3 separate regions of the Sus scrofa genome follow, and all the other regions are linked to region 1. The links are chromatin contacts, called in public HiChIP or PLAC-seq maps. All regions are on one chromosome and are shown on one strand. Each heading gives the region's core, a stretch centred on a gene start, on an enhancer-like site or on the middle of the called end of the contact. The rest is flanking DNA. Distances are from core to core; before and after follow the strand shown.

What was found. HiChIP or PLAC-seq counts read pairs in DNA pulled down with a chosen protein or histone mark.
Region 2: a contact with region 1 is called in an H3K27ac HiChIP or PLAC-seq map of skeletal muscle. The contact joins two enhancer-like sites. A contact is called at or near these places in 1 of 47 Hi-C or Micro-C datasets (skeletal muscle) and 1 of 2 datasets of contacts at active chromatin or transcription factors (skeletal muscle).
Region 3: a contact with region 1 is called in an H3K27ac HiChIP or PLAC-seq map of skeletal muscle. The contact joins two enhancer-like sites. A contact is called at or near these places in 1 of 47 Hi-C or Micro-C datasets (skeletal muscle) and 1 of 2 datasets of contacts at active chromatin or transcription factors (skeletal muscle).

The regions. Positions count from the first base shown.
Region 1 is chr15:128,251,783-128,254,649 of Sscrofa11.1, forward strand. All of the region lies in intron 1 of IRS1 (insulin receptor substrate 1), which reads right to left. Among named protein-coding and RNA genes, the nearest start is that of IRS1, 54 kb to the right of the region's middle. Within about 2 kb of position 1,454, at least 15 of the 83 cell types and tissues checked have an H3K27ac peak or open chromatin away from gene starts, as enhancers often do. A contact at or near this core is called in skeletal muscle, where this site is marked.
Region 2 is chr15:127,877,103-127,879,969 of Sscrofa11.1, forward strand. No RefSeq gene overlaps it. Among named protein-coding and RNA genes, the nearest start is that of IRS1, 430 kb to the right of the region's middle. Within about 2 kb of position 1,464, at least 2 of the 83 cell types and tissues checked have an H3K27ac peak or open chromatin away from gene starts, as enhancers often do. A contact at or near this core is called in skeletal muscle, where this site is marked.
Region 3 is chr15:127,965,002-127,967,868 of Sscrofa11.1, forward strand. No RefSeq gene overlaps it. Among named protein-coding and RNA genes, the nearest start is that of IRS1, 340 kb to the right of the region's middle. Within about 2 kb of position 1,415, at least 2 of the 83 cell types and tissues checked have an H3K27ac peak or open chromatin away from gene starts, as enhancers often do. A contact at or near this core is called in skeletal muscle, where this site is marked.

The sequences.
Region 1 (2,867 bases), core at 204-2,703:
GTTTATTATAAACATTATAATTCCTATCACCCAGGAAAACCCACGTTTCAGCTATGGTTCTGATTTCACTATTTAAAGGATTTGAACTTTGAATATTCTATAGTTAATGTCAAAAATGTTTAAGCAGAGAGTTAATGTTTTAATCCTATGTAGATCTTTCCCGTTCTGAAAAAAAAAAATCTGTGAGAAGATAAAATGTCAACCAACTCTTGCAACTTCCTGGTATTCTATCCTTTCGCGTGCTCCCAATTCACTATGTATATGGAGAAGTAGGACAGTTTGAAAGGAGAAAAAAACCCTCTGGCTTCCTGGGTTTGGTTTCCCAAAGCGTTAAGTCCTGAAGGGAAGGGCACAGGCAAAGTATGCAGAAGAGCCAGGAAGGTGGGGCAGGGGGGACTCTTCTACAAGGAGGAGGTTACCTTAAGCTGGGATTTGAAGAAGAAAAAAGGTGGAACGGATGTGAGAGCAGAGAGGCGGTGGGTACCTTTGCGCCTTGCAGGATGCTAAGCATAGAGCGCCTATGACATCTCTCTATATGCTGTCTTCCCAGGTCCGTTGATTCCTTACTTCACACAATTGTATTCCACTGTATACCGTTACCTATGACCACAGATCATTTCTTCAGCCACCTCTTTGATGCTAATGCAATTAATTCACAGCACCACTGATTTAGAGCTGACCAAGTCTCCTACAATGCTTACCTGTAAGAAAACACCTTATAAAAACACTGCAAAAGTACTCTGTTTCTCGGAGTACTTGACGTCTGAAAAATGGGCCCAGTAATTTCTCTCCAATCATCAGTATCAAATACATTGATAGTTCTGGTAGTATACCAGTGCTCCTCATTTTAACATTTACCACGCAGTCTTGGATGGATAGGTGAAAGCACGGACCCACCTGATGGACAGTCAAACCTTTTATGAAAGGAATTTCCTGCCTTAGAGCTTGGCTTCCACTATGTGGTTTCAACGGTAGCATCTAAGGAGAAAGCAGCAGGCCCAGCCCAGGTGTTGGCTGTGGTGACCACCCGAGGAAAAAGGAAATGCACGTTCAATCCAGAGAGCTTCAAGTGCGGGCCAAGGGGAACTGCTCTGCTCTTCCCAGGGTACGGCTGGGAAGTGTGGGGGCAAGCTGAGACTCTGCAAAAGCTCAGATCTAAATAGTGAAAAAGCATTCTGTTTTAAAGCTTTCCGGCCATTATCCCCAAAGAGAAAAAAGAAAAAAATCAAGATCTAGTTGAACTAAAGAAAGAAAGTCAGAGGTGAGACCAAGATGTTTGCTACTTTATGTTGACAGGAGGAGAGGGCCATCGTAGCTAAAGAAAGGAAACCAACATCTTTTAAAATAGGCCAGAATTGAGCTGGAAAGACTTGGTTTCATGGTCTTAAATGGCAAAGGGTAACCGACCGGCCAAGCCAGTGCTTTAATGGAGCTGCTTACATAGCACTTTTGCCTGGTGCGAGTCACATGGGCAGGGCTGGTGAAAATAACAAGGTTGCTGGCCAGCCCTTCCAGCGCACAGAGTTGCCAAGGAAGGAAATTCAGGGAGAGGTGCCAACATGTGAGAGGCCATCTCGCTCCAGTTCCCCTTTTGTCCCAGGAAAGACCTTCTGGCAGGGCTGGTGACTTCAGGGGACCACCAATGAAGGAAGGCACATGTATTATGCAAAAGAAAGAGAGGGAGAGGGAGGACCCCAGGAGCCAACCACCACGCCTGCAGGCTCCGGGCTCCTGCTGCGGTCCAGCACCAAGGACTCCTCCTTCCCCGGCAACAAAAGGCAGGAGGAGGGTCCAGAAACTTTTCGGAGGGCCAGGACTCACAGAGAAGATAGATTTCAAGAACAACGACAGAGCGTCCTCAACAATGCAAGTATTCCACCACTGATCTAGTAAGGAAATCTGAATAACCAATCAGAAATCGTTTAAGCCAAAGGATAGGCACTTCTGTTACCACTCCTTTTATGAAAGACAGAGCATGCTGATAAAGCAAAAGGTAACTGAAAGATGAAGCAAATGGGGGGTCAACCCCATAAACATCTCCCCCCGAAATGTAAATCAAAATGTCTCAGATCTCTCTTCTGCCTAAACTCGTTTTTTTTATGTTATTTTTTGCTTTTTAGGGCCGCACCCATGGCTTATGGAAGTTCCAGGCTAGGGGCTGAATCAGAGCTGCAGCTGCTACAGCCACAGCAATGCAGGATCTAAGCCGAGTCTGGGACCTACACCACAGCTCACGGCAACACCAAATCCTTGACCCACTGAGCAAGACCAGGGATCAAACACACATCCTCATGGATATTAGTCGGGCTTTGTTTCTGCTGAGCCACAACGGGAACTCTTCTGGCAAAATTCTAATATGTCCCCACATACCTGACAGTCAAGGTAGAGGAACTCAGAAAAAACAATGCAGCATTTCAAGTCAGGCCACATGTGCTGGGGGAAAGGAAGCTTTCATTTTAACAGAGCTCAACCAAAATCAACTGTTACCTGAAGACCTGAAAATAACATGATATCATCTTCCCGACCCGAGTAAGAAAGTCATAAAAGTCGCGCTTTCTTCTGCTTTCATGGGAATTATTTCTGCCGTCTATTTTCCCCAACAGGAATTAAAATTCCAGTTCTGAGGCTTATACTGTCATTTCACATCAGGTTTTTTGGGGTTTTTTTTGTTTGTTTGTTTTTGTAATATTCAGAAATACAGGACAGAAGTTTTATGTGTCTGGCTCTGACACAAACCGGTAGACTTCAAATAACATCACAACTTGGTTTGCAATGTGGTGTAGGTTTAGCAAAAGGTGTTTGCAATACCGTTTCTGTCATGAGGCAAAAGGAAATCAAGCAGACCCAGGCGCCCTGCCTTGACTTTT
Region 2 (2,867 bases), core at 214-2,713, 370 kb before region 1:
TGGAGTCTGTGGCCCAAACAGCAAAACTGTTAACACAACAGCCTGACTTACTATTGAGTCCTTTCGTACTCTAAGCCCAAGTCAAATGTGGCAGCCTTCCACGTCACCCAGCATATGGAAGAGAGCTATATTCTTAGGACTTGTGGGTACAACGTGATGCTCCAGAAACTGAAGAAATCTCCTAGGAGATTGGCCTCCCTGCCTTCTTAGTAGTAGGGAGCACAAGATGTAGCCAATTAACTTATACTTTGGAGGTTATGTACTGTAAATCTCCTGACAACTGGATTCCTAAATGTTTACTAAAGAGATAGGTCCCGGATTCATCACTGAGTTTACCTCCCACCCTCTAGAGTGTTTTTATCTCATAGAGGTCTCCAGCATTCTAAGCACTTCTTGCTCAGCCTGCTCGACATGACACATTTGATATATGGTAGCAACATGATGTTCTTTAGGATATACAGATGGATTTGTGTCTTTGTGAAAGAGGAAGAGAATTAACATAGCATTGGGAAAAACTATAATTATTGTTGTGTAGTCCTTATGAATGTGAACTGTTTCTGTCTTTCTCTTCTGAGTGGAATAAAAAAGAACGCACTCACCAAATTAGTGGCCGTATGCAATCTACCTTAGACCTTATAAATTTCTAGCAATGATACCACACCCAATACAGCAGCTGTCATTGAGCTATTTGAGTGTTTGTGGTAGTCTATAGTCATTCTTCAGGATTCATTCAGTTTCTGCAGGGTCCAGAATGATGAACTACATGAAACTTGACGGATGAATGGATTAGGAGATGTGGTACATGTATACAATGGAATGCTACTCAGCCATAAAAAAGGATGAAATAATGCAGTTTGCAGCAACATGAATTCAACTAGAGATTCTCACACTAAGTGAAGTAAGTTATAAAGAGAAAAACAAATACCATATGACATCACTTACATGTGGAATCTAAAATATGGTACAAATGAAACGATCCATAAGATAGAAACATACTCACAGAATTTTGGTTGTCAAGGGGGAAGGGGAGGGAGTGGGATGAATGAGGAGTTTGGGGTTAGTAGATGCAAAGTATTACATTTAGAATAGGTAAGCAATGAGATTCCACTACACAGCACAGGGAAGTATCCAATCTTTAGGGATAGAACATGATGGAAAAAAGTATGAGTAGAAGAATGTATATATGTGTGTGACTGGGTCACTATGCTGTACAGCAAAAATTGATACAACATTGTAAATCAACTACACTTTAATAAAAAATACATTAAAATTTAAAAGGACATGATGGAGAGAGAACACTATCTTTTAGGTCTTTAATGGTGGCATTAAACTCCACCATTCCGTTGGGCTGTATGTTATTTTGACTTATCCTCAAGGTGGAGGATGGGAAGGAGCAGGAATGTCCCAGCTCTGATCTTCCTGCTATGCACAGTCATTGGCTGATAACAGACCAGGGAAAGCATGGCTACGGTAAGGTCAATCCAAATAGCAGCAGCTGAGGCTGTCTGCCAATGACTCTTTGTAGGTTCTCTCAAAGGGAGAATTGAATTACAGCTCTGTCACCATCTCAGCTAGATCAATCTACATTTATACATTGATCTCTACATCTAAATATGTAACACCTCACCGTACACAATTAGGATTTACCCCAAGAATTCAATATATTTATTCACGCTAGGAGATATTTTAGTAGAATTCATCAAATTACCAGGTTGGCATTGGGGGAACATATAAGCAAATCAAAAGATGGCAATGGTTTTATTTTGAGGTGCTTTTATGCCTATTCAAAATTTTCAACATGCAAATTTTTTGCAATTGCATAGGAATTTTTTTTTTTTTTTTGGTCTTCTTAGGGCCACACCCCCGGCACATGGAGGTGCCCAGGCTGTGAGTCGAATTGGAGCTGCAGCTGCCAGCCTATACCACAGCCACAGCAACGCCAGATCCAAGCAGTGTCTGTGACCTATACCACAGCTCATGGCAATGCTGGATCCTTAACCCACTGAGCAAGGCCAGGGATTGAACCTGCGTCCTTATGGATGCTAGTCAGATTCTTTTTCACTTAGCCATGACAGGAACTCCAACAATTATTTTGAAAGAAAATTGAGAGACTTCTCTGCTCATTCTATAAATAAATAGCTTTGAGAACCAACTGATTATCATAATCTGACCATATTAAGAGCTTTGGCCAATCAGATCAATCAAGTCTCTCAAGTTTGTACAACTCCGTCATCCTCACCATAGCATGCCTGCCACGGGGCTACTTACATTTGCATCACCTCTGGAGTATCCCATCAGTTAAAGATAATGTGGAATGTTTCCAAGGACCCCCGTGTGGTTTCTTTCCCTCTGAGTGAGAATGGAAAGAGACATCGTAGTATCAAGAAGTCATCACATACTTTGAATAGCCAGGAACTCTAGAACCTGGACAGAGTTTCACACAGAAAATGAAAATACATTATAGATTTAATTTTATGTTCTGGAGTGTAGCAAACAATTTCTTTTAGGATGAGCTTTCTCCAAACACAGCAAGTTAGGAAACTTTCACACATAGAAACCAAGAGGACCCGGAATGCTCAACAAGCTGGGTACAAGCTGAGCCGCAAGAGCAAACTAAGCACATTTAAAAATAACAATAAGGATAATAAAGCTAATAATTATAATCTCCCTGGTGAGATAAAAGGTCACTGTGACCACCAGATTGCCATACCAGCTATTCTGCCTGGCATGATGCTTACTTGGCCCTTGTGCATTGGTAAGTCCAGAGCCAGGCTGCAGGCAGGCACCAGCCCAGGCTTCCATTTGCTTACCCTCCAGCAACTGCCAATGGTTCAGGTTGCAAATTTGTTTATATTTAGAAGAACAGG
Region 3 (2,867 bases), core at 165-2,664, 290 kb before region 1:
TTATTTACTTTAGGAGCGGAATATTAGCAAGCTTGCTCAGAAGACACACCTGTATTAGTTATCTATTGCTTAGGGGGGAAATTGCCCCAAACTTAGCAGTTTAAAACAATGTACTATCTCACAACAGTTTCTGTGGGTTGGGAATCTTGATGTGGCTACTTATCTGGACCCTCTGCTGCAGGATCTCTCGTAAGGGTGCAATCAACGTGTCAGCCAGAGCTGAGGTCTCATCTGAAGTCCCAACTGGAGAAATATTTGTTTCAGAGCTCATACAATTGTTGATAAAAATCAGTTTCTTGCGGAATATTGAATGGAGAGCTTCAACATTCATTCACTGTTGTCCAGAGGCAGCCCTCAATTTCTTGTCACTTGGAGAGTGTCTCCAGTTTGCTTCATCAAAGCCAGGGAGGGAGAGAGGCAGTAAACAGAGCCTGCTGACAAGGTGGAAGCTATAATCTTACATCCAGAATCATCACCTTTGTCATATTTTATCATTAAAGCAAGTTACTTGGTCTTGCTCACACTCAGGGGGAGAGGATTACACATGGACATTCATTCCAGGAGACCAGGAGGTGGATATCATTAGCAATCATAGCAGGAGCCACCTTCTATAACCCTTAAGACCCAATGTCTGGCAGTTTATCGAAAATCATAAGAGTGATATTTTTATCCCCATTAGTCTGACTCCAGTGCCCATCTTTTCATTCATTCCAATCTCAGGAGGGGAAGAAAGATGCTATTTATTGCTCCCCCTCAAGTTACCAACACGCATCTCTGTGATTATTCAAATCACAGCTGGACCACGTCTCAGTGGGGGAAGCACTGGTTGATCTCCAACACCCTTTATTTTTTTGAATTTTATTTTTATTAAAGTAGAGTTGATTTACAATGTTGTGTCAATTTCTGCTTTACAGCTTAATGACCCAGTCATGATTTTTCTCATACTACTTTCTATCATGTTTTATCCCAAGAGATTGGATATAGTTCCCTGTGCTGTACCGTAGGACCTCATTGCTTATCCATTCTCACTATAATAATTTGCATCTACCTACCCCAAATTCCCATCCATCCTACGCCCTCCTCCTTCCCCCTTGGCAACAAAAAGTCTATTCTCTATGCTCCTGAGTCTGTTTCTATTTTGTAGATCTAACTCCCTTTCTTGAGTACTCAGTTATGCCAGTGTGAGGGAGAATCTCCTTGAGCATCTTAACCTTATCATGTAGCCAAAATGCACTGCACTTATCCTTACAGGAACTTGAGAGAATTCACCCCATGTCCACATGGGGACCAGTGATCTCATGTAACCACACACTAAGGCCAAATGTATACTTGTCATGCCAGCTCCCAGGAGACAGAAATACCAAAGACTCATGTGACCCTGGAGGAACAGAACCAGAGAACTAGTGACGCCAAAATCCAAACTGCGTCTCTGTCACGGAGACGCGTTGAGAAGTGTGCCATGCACTTATCACCACAAAGGTCCTGTCTGTATTGAAGCAAATCCAAAGAAGAGGATTGGCTGAATTACACAAGCCCTCCTGTGCTCAGGAGGCATTCTCAAGTGCCATGCGTAAGGTACTGACATTTATACTCTGGAAAAGGGCTCCAGAGCTAAATTGGAAGGAGCTAAGTGTCACCTGGGACATTGGTATACCCTGCTCCTCTAAGAAATTGAAATTAATAAGCTCTAATGAAAGAGGAGCCAATTGTGTGTAAGGTCAAACTTCATAAGCCTACCTTGAGAACAGAGACCAGGTTATTCCCTTACCACCAAGACCAATGGATTGCCATATGCATAAGAGTGTTTTACAGTTGTGTGTTTAGTTGAATCATAGCTAAGTTTTTGTTTGCTGCTGTTGTTTGGCTACTAACAGCATTTTCAATTCTTAATTTTTACCTGTGTTGCAATATATGTCATTGCCACATAAGAATTCTAAATAGGAGTTCCCATCGTGGTTCAGTGGTTAACGAATCCGACTAGGAACCATGAGGTTGCGGGTTCGGTCCCTGCCCTTGCTCAGTGGGTTAAGGATCCAGCGTTGCTGTGAACTTCGGTGTAGGTTTCAGACACGGCTGGGATCCCGTGTTGCTGTGGCTCTGGTGTAGGCCAGTGGCTACAGCTCTGATTAGACCCCTAGCCTGGGAATCTCCATATGCCGCAGGAGCGGCCCTAGAAAAGGCAAAAAGACCAAAAAAAAAAAAGAATTCTAAATAGATAAGGAGCTACTAGACAGTTTTAAAATTATTTAATCAAAACATTTATCAAGAATACCAGAACAAGAACCACAGCCGGTAATTGAAGCTAAATGCTAAATTGTATGCATGTGTCTTGCTGCATTGTGAAGATGGACATCTATGTGCAAACAGGCAAATAAATATCTTGAGAAATCCCCTAAACATTATTTTTTAAAAGGTTTTTTAACTTTGTTTGGTTTTGTTTTTTGTTTTTCATTTGTTTGTTTGTTTTTTTGGCTGTACCCCCTGTATGTGGAAGTTCCTGGGCCAAGGATCAAACCCACGCCATAGCAGTGACCTGAGCCATAGTGGTGACAATGCCAGATCTTTAGTCCACTGAGTCGCTAGAAAACTCCTCCTATACTTTGGATTACACCATGGCTTAGTGAGTGCTAGCCTTTTGGTTCTGCACCTTTGGAAAACACAGGCCACTTCTCCAGAAAATGGTGCTACCTTGAAATTTCAAGAAGCCATGTGCTCTAGAGTTGGACTCTCCATCGTCTAGAGCAAAGTTGTCCAATGGATGTTTCCGAGATTATGGCAATGTTTTATTCTACATTGTCCCATACTGCAGGCACCAGGCATGAGCAGTGACTGAGCACTTAAAATGTGGCTAGCGAACCTAAATATGA